Regions from separate parts of the Mus musculus genome. Here region 2 is linked to region 1. The links are chromatin contacts, called in public Hi-C maps. All regions are on one chromosome and are shown on one strand. The core of a region is the stretch at or near the end of the contact, and the rest is flanking DNA. Distances in the headings are between cores, read along the strand shown. Region 1 holds the start of Ube2m (ubiquitin-conjugating enzyme E2M). Region 2 holds the start of Foxa3 (forkhead box A3).

What was found. A called contact is a pair of places that touch in the nucleus more often than the background predicts.
Region 2: a contact with region 1 is called in a Hi-C map of B cells, with 5 read pairs. The contact joins the promoter of Foxa3 here to the promoter of Ube2m in region 1. A contact is called at or near these places in 1 of 39 promoter capture datasets (cranial neural crest) and 1 of 484 Hi-C or Micro-C datasets (B cells).

Annotation. Positions count from the first base shown.
Region 1 is chr7:13,036,068-13,039,655 of GRCm38.p6, reverse strand. It overlaps Ube2m (ubiquitin-conjugating enzyme E2M), which reads left to right and starts at 1,678. Exons shown (of 6, transcript NM_145578.3): 1 at 1,678-2,035; 2 at 2,996-3,090; 3 at 3,184-3,222; 4 at 3,341-3,444. The coding sequence starts at 1,927.
Region 2 is chr7:19,021,656-19,025,243 of GRCm38.p6, reverse strand. Foxa3 (forkhead box A3) reads left to right here and starts at 1,705. Exons shown (of 2, transcript NM_008260.2): 1 at 1,705-1,895. The coding sequence starts at 1,827. It overlaps Sympk (symplekin), which reads right to left and starts at 867. Exons shown (of 27, transcript NM_026605.2): 1 at 738-867.

The DNA of each region.
Region 1 (3,588 bases), core at 429-2,928:
GTTGATCTCTCCTGTCTCACAGGCTACCAAAGATCCTGAGTTAAGCTAAGCATAATTTAGAATCCAATCTGAGGGGTAGTGAATGAACACAGGCAGGCAAGTGCTACCCCAGTCAGTAGAACTGTAGGACCAGAAAGATTAGCCAGAGCCCCATGTAGCCACAGCCATAGGACTTTAGAAGGGTCAGAAAAAGGAGGGATGTATCTGTAACCACAGCACTCAGGAAACAGAGACAACAGGAATAATGTTAGTTCAAGATCAGCCTGGACTACGTGCTGAGTTTGGACTACAGAGATGGATCCTATCTGGAAGAAAGCAAGCCAGAAAAACAACAGCTGCACAAAAATAGTCAGCATAGATAGTAACTGACAAAAATGGTAACTGACAAGACAGTAATGAACAGTTCTAGAGTGATTTGTCTGAGTCTCAGAATGAGCTAGCCTTAAAAAGTCAGGAGGAGGAGGGTGCTGCTGGCTAAGTCTGGAATGTAGAACCGCGGGTCATGCTGGGTGGCACAAATGCTGTCAGATGGCAAAGAGCAGAACAGAGTCCGAACCTGTTCTGGCCATGTTTTTCAAGCTGTGACCAGACAAGCAACAAGAAGCATTTAGACTCTGGCTTCGGCTGGATTCCTAGATGACAGCCTGAAGTCACTGACCCATCCTGAGCTATTTCCTTCTGCCTCCCAAGCACCCTAAGCTCACTCAACATAAGCCAATCGAGAGGCACAATGCCACTCGAGAGAGCCAATGCCACTTCTGCTGTTCTCTAAGCCGCAGTTATGAGTCCTATACCCACGTCCACCTTGGACCCTAGAACTACACAGTTGCTCACAGCCTGTTGCACAATAGAAATCTATTTTAAGGAACAAGAGTCTCGATGTGTTGCCTAGGGTATCCCTGAGCGCCTGGGCTCAAGCCAACTTGATGCCTCAAGCCTCCAGAGCAATTCGAAATTTAAACTAGTTTACATCAATCCGAATCTGGGATTGCGGTGGGATTAGGGGAGCCTGCTTCTGCACCCTTCGACAACGTCCCTTAAAACGTCCAGGCCCTGCGTTTGCTGAATCCTCAGAGAGCAAAGATCCAGTCTAGCCCGGTTCCGCTGCGCTCCGCGTAAGTGTAAGATTGAATGGAACCACCGAGAGCCAAACGGCCACTCACTACCCGCCTCGCTCAAAAATGGTCGCAAGCACTGCTTCCTACTCTACTGGGTGCGCGTCCCAGGAAGTACCCGCTAGACCGCCGAATAGTCACCTCCACAAACGGAAATACCCGAGCTTAACCGAAAAAGACCGAACCTCAAACTACAATGAGGAGGAACCAGGGGGCTGCAAGGGTTGCGCAGGCGCAGAGCACAGCTGAGGCAGGAAAAACCGAAGTGGGCAGGCGACGGAAAGTGCCGAAGCGGCGGGGCGCCCGAGGCCGTTGCCGACCTCCGCATCGAAGCCGCGCCTGCCGCGGAAGCTGAGCCTCCACCGGTACCCTGCGGTACCCTGCCGCCGCAAGCGCGGCTACCGCCTCCTCCTTCCACCTCACCGCAGCCTCCTAGCAGAGGGAGCAAGTAGGCGGGAGAGCGGCGGACCTGTAAAGGCCGGCGTCCGCAGCCGCAGCGGGGCCTCACCAGACCCAAGCGGAAGAGGGGGAGGAGGGCGCGGGGACCGTAGCAGGGGCGGGGCCGAGGATCGCCGAGTCCTCCCGAGCACCTCCGAACACACCCGAGGTGCTTAGCCAGGCCAGAGCCGGACTACGGGAGCCGAGGCGGGCCGTGCGGTGGGCGCGGAGCAGCGCGGCAGGCCGGGCGAGCGGCAGCGGAGGAGGCCGCGGTAGCGGGTCCGAGGAGCGGAAGCGGCGCAGGCGGCGGCGGGGGGCCGGGTGGCCGGGGTCCCGGGCCCCCGCGGCGGCGGGCTGCGGCGGCGGCGGCAGGATGATCAAGCTGTTCTCGCTGAAGCAGCAGAAGAAGGAGGAGGAGTCGGCCGGCGGCACCAAGGGCAGCAGCAAGAAGGCGTCGGCGGCGCAGCTCCGGATTCAGAAGGGTAGGGGTCGGGACCCTGCGTTCGAGGTCAGGGACCGTGGCGAGAAAATGCGGCCCCTGATATTTGGTATTGGTGGTCAGGTTTCGAGGGTTGTGATGCGGGACTGGGGGTGCGGTCACTAGGGAGGGTCATAGATTGGGGCGTTGGGATACTCGGGCCTGGAGTGTTAGGGACGCGGAATCTGTTAGGGGAGGGGTATAGTTTTGAGAGTCAGACGAGAACTTTGCTCTGGGGTGCCGTGTCGTGAAGATTGTGAAGGTTACGAATTGGGAATAAGTGGGAGACGGTTTAGTGTTTTAAACTGGGGACTCGTGGCCCAAGACTCAGGTCCAGAGGGTCAGGCAGAGCAATTTTGAGTTTGAGGTGAAGAGGAGGGAGAAAAGAAGGTTACAGGAACTAAAAAATGTGAGTGTGGGTCAATTTAAGCTACCATACAGGAAATCTCAAGGATGAGATGGGATCTTGGGCTTGTAATAAGATGGAGACGAGGAAGGACAGTGGAGGTGGGTGGTTGATGAGAAGGGGTGACTTAGTGTTGGGGGGCCGGTGTCATGGTCCTTGAATTGCGGTGGACAGATAAACAGTAGTGAGTGGAGATAATGACTAGAGATAGAAAACCTCAGGTTTAAGGTGCTCAGGGTTCTTGGAAGCAAGGGTTATGGGAGTAGAGGTTCTTGGGGACTATGTTGTGGGAACTTGTGGAGGACTTAGCTGGGTAAGGGTTTTCCCAAGAGATGGGCAGTTATACTTGAAGATGCTTGTATATGGGATACTGTGTATCCAGAAGAGTCCACGTAGAGACTGGAAAGTGGAAAGAATATGGAGTAGTACAGACTGAGTTAAAGTACACCACACAAAGCTCTTCAGGTCTAGAAAGCGAACTTATGGGTTCTGCTGACACATGCCCAGACCTCCTTTCTTTTACCTGTTTCTCTCCCTTTCCATGCTGTCCAAACCTAGACATTAACGAGCTGAACCTGCCCAAGACGTGTGACATCAGCTTCTCAGACCCAGACGACCTCCTCAACTTCAAGCTGGTGATCTGTCCTGATGAAGTAAGAGTAAAACAGGGCAGGATTCCCAAGAACAGACCAGGGGTGGCCCCATAAGAGTAGGGTCTTCATTCACTCTCCCCCTTCCTCTTCCAGGGCTTCTACAAAAGTGGCAAGTTTGTATTCAGCTTTAAGGTGAGTCTCAAGTGTACAAAGGTAGCTCTGTGGAGAAGACTGGGTACAACCAAAACACCTTCCCATCTCCTTTCTCTTTTTACACCTTCCCATCTCCTTTCTCTTTTTCTGGAGCCAGGTGGGACAGGGTTACCCACATGACCCTCCCAAGGTGAAGTGTGAAACAATGGTTTATCATCCCAACATTGACCTCGAGGGCAACGTCTGCCTCAACATCCTCAGGTGAGGGCACTGCCTTCCTTTCCCTCCCAAGACCTGCCTTCCAGGTATCCTCAGCCTTCTGTGGACACTGCATCTATCTCTGTCCTTCCCTCCCCTTTATGGTCAATCTGTTTCTGTCTTAGTTGTTTTTCTAATGACCTGACC
Region 2 (3,588 bases), core at 456-2,955, 6.0 Mb before region 1:
ATCTCCAAGTGTTTTTGTTTGTTTGTTTGTTTGTTTGTTTTTTGTATTTTCTGTATTCATTCAACGAGCATCGCCTAAGCAACACCAGTGTATGTTGGGCGCGAGCTGTGCTGGGAGGCAGGCACCAGGACACACTCTGTCCTCTCTTACACAGAGCCCAGGGTCAGGGACCTCCTCACGCAGCACACAAATAAAATCCTAATAACAAGTTCGACCACACGTGACGAGAAGGCAAGGCAAGGGGACCTAGGAGAGCCTTCAGCAGGCGGATTTGAGGAAGGAGGGAGGCAAACGGAGGTTTTGCAGGGGCAGTGACGTGGGGTGCCGAGCCCCCCAACCCCGAAGATGAAAGGGAGTTAGGCCGAAGGATAACAGCACGTTTCCAGGGCGGGGGACACTGGGGAGGAACAGCCTGTGCAAAGGCCCGGAGGTGGGAAGCTTCGCACACGGCCAGTCTGGGGAAGTGAAGGGCCCGGTGCAGCAGTGTGCGGAGCGGGGGACGAGCCAGGGCCAGGCTGGTGGCCCAGGAGGTCTGCGCGGCCACGGTGGAACTTTGGCCCCGGGGGACCGGGAAGCCAAAGAAGGCAAGGATGGGTCCCGAGCAGTGTGGGAAGAAGCGGGGGCCCGCGACCCCGCTGCTCCCGGCCCTCGCCGAGGCCCTCCCCATCGCTCGCGCCCCGGCCTTGTCAGCGCCCCCCCTCCCCCCACCCCAGGACCTCACGCCGCCACCCGCTCACCGCGACTCCGGCCTCTGTCCCCCTCGCGCCCCCTCAGCAGCGCCTCTCCGCAGACGCTGCCGCCGCCGCCATCTTCCGCCCGCCGCCGTGACACGGCGCAGGCGCTGCACTAGTAGGGCCGCCGGGAAATGGAGTCCGGCACCGCGGCCGGTCCCCGCCCCTAAGGCGTGCCGCGTCGGCAGCCGCCCGCCCTCCCCGGGCGTCCACCGGAGCGGCCGCCATTTCCGGCCTTCGAGCGCCATGCCTTCTGGGAAATGTAGTCCGCGCTGCGCAGGCGCCGGACGGAAATGGGAACGAAGGCTTCTGGGAAATGGAGTTCCCAGCGGTCCGGAGTCCCTCTCCCTAGACGGCTGGCTAACGTTGAGTGGAGAGTGCTGTGAGTGGAGTTTCTGGGTCTTAGAGGAGATCTGGTGCCTTAATGGGGTCTGAGCAGAAGCCCTGAGCCTTTCCACCGCCGACCCTGACTCTGTACGGAGCCTGCAACATTCGCAGACGTCAAAAGCCTCAGTCTTCCTGTCTGTCCAATGGGAATGTGGTTTCAGGAATCTCTGCGGGCTACTTAAACGGTGTTGTATAGGGACTTGTGGAGTCCTGAGCTCTGTCAACCTCCTTTCTTTCGTGGAAGACATGCGGGGTTCTAGAGTTTCCCTCCTTTAGCTGGAGATGATGAAACACTTAGAGGCAGAAAGATTCCCCGGCTCCCGCTCTGTTGCTCTAGGGCTTTTGGGATCAGCAGGGTGTGGCTCTCTACCCCACGCCTTGTAGTCCCCGACTCTTCATCCATCGCAAGCTTCCAGGTGCCAGGACCGAGGCTCCCAGTGCCTGAGGTCTCTCTTCTTGAGATCCCGCAGGGGGCGCCCCAATCCGAGGGCGCCGCGCTCGGGGAGGCGGGCGGGGAGCCCGGGGCGGGCCCGGGAGGGGGTGTCCCGGCTATAAAAAGTGGCTGCCTCCCAAGGCGCCTGGGCCAGCGGGACTCCCGGGCTGTGTGCCTCAGGTCGGAACTCGGGGCTAGTGCCTGTAGAGAGACCGAAGCACTCGGTTCCCCCAGGGGGGCCTCAGCCTGGGTGTGTGGGGGCGCAGGCCCCGGGGATGCTGGGCTCAGTGAAGATGGAGGCTCATGACCTGGCCGAGTGGAGCTACTACCCGGAGGCGGGCGAGGTGTGTCCTCGGGGATGGCGGAGCGGGAAATGGGGGGCAGGTGTGGGGCTTAAATGCAAGCAGGCGCTGTGGTGTGGGCCCAGGTGGGAGCAACAGACCTGAGGACACAGATTCTAGGTGTGGGAGTCGGGGGACAAGGTTTGGGAGAACGATTTAGACTGCAGATCCATGCGAAGGCTTGCTTCCAACGGAAGAAAATGTTAGCAATGAAACCTCGAAGTTATACTTGAAAGGTGTCGAGCCCCTGAGTCGAATGAACAAATTGGAGGTGGGAACCGGAGCTCTAGGGTAGAGCGATAGAGCTGGAGGACCTCGAGAAATGAGTTCTGTAGTAGAGAGGAGAAATACAGAGACTAAGAGGCATTGGTAGTCCGCAGTAAGGAAAAGTTTGTGCCGGAATTCAGGGTTGAAGACGGGGGTTGGGGGACTTCGGGCAGTCGGGGGTCAGAATTGAGGTTCCGGGATAAAGATCAGCTGAGGAGCTAAGGTAGGGGCACAAATAGGGTGGTCGGGGGTCCTTCTGAGGAATCTAATGTAACAGGTGGCTTAGGTAGACTAGTCCTCAGATGACGTCAGCCTTGGAAGATCAAAAGACAAGAGGATCCACATCTGTGTGGCAGGAGTCAGCCATCCTTACCCCGACCCTCAGCAGGGGCTCTCCAGAATGTACACCATCTAGGCATTGCTAGACTTACATTAATTCCTTCACCCCAACAAACAGAAAGTCCCTCTTCACGTCTAACTCCCGTTTGTCCGAGTGCTTCTGCACCCTGTAGTCCATATTGTGATGGTGGGGAGAAGGGCCGAGGTTCTGGACCCATGAGCTCCTGACATAGACGGCTTAAGGTGGGGGGGGGGGGCTCTCGAACAAGTCAAGCTTCAGCGGCTGAGGGAGGTGGCTAGGGTCTGTATTTCCAAGTTGTGGAATTGGACTCCTGGATCCCTAGGGGTAGCTGGTCTTGGAGTTGGCGAGGTGCCCGGGAGGGGCCTGTCCTAGGTCTGGTGAGGTGTGAGGTGGGGCAGAGCTGACCGGGAAGGAATTGGGAGTGTGCAGAAGTAGAAAGGGAGGGGGCTGGAGGTGTTGGTGACTTTGTAGGAAGGCAGAAGCCAGGGTGGTATCTCAGGTCATTGGGAGTTTGAGCATTGGATTTAAGAGAGCCAACTACAAGTCTGTCCTTCTGGGGACACATCTGAAGAAGTTAGTTGAGGGTTCTAGAGAAGAAAAACTAAAATTTGGGAGTACTGTGTGAATGCTCCCCAGCCCTCAGTTGAGGAGACAGTGTATGTAGAGGCTGACGGAAATTGACAGACCAGTTGTGGATATGCATGCCTGTAAACCTAGCATTTGGAAAGCTGAGGCAGGAGGATGAGAAGTTCTAAGGTCGACTACATAGCAAGCTTAATCTACAGAATGAGACTTTGGGGGAAGGAGAGTTAGGTGAGGGCCAGCTTACATGTCATTTGGAAGTATCCACAAAACGAACTAATGGAAAGGTTTGGAGCTAAAGTCTGAAGGTGCCCCTGACTTCTTTCCGCAGGGCACCAACAGCACCTGCACAGCACAGGAGAGCCCACCTCCCTCTTGAGAACAGTGTGGGTGGGGTACATTCATCTGGAACTAAGAATGGACAAGGCCACCCGCCCCACAAAAACAAAAAACAAAAAAAAACAAAACAGAAAAACAAAACAACAA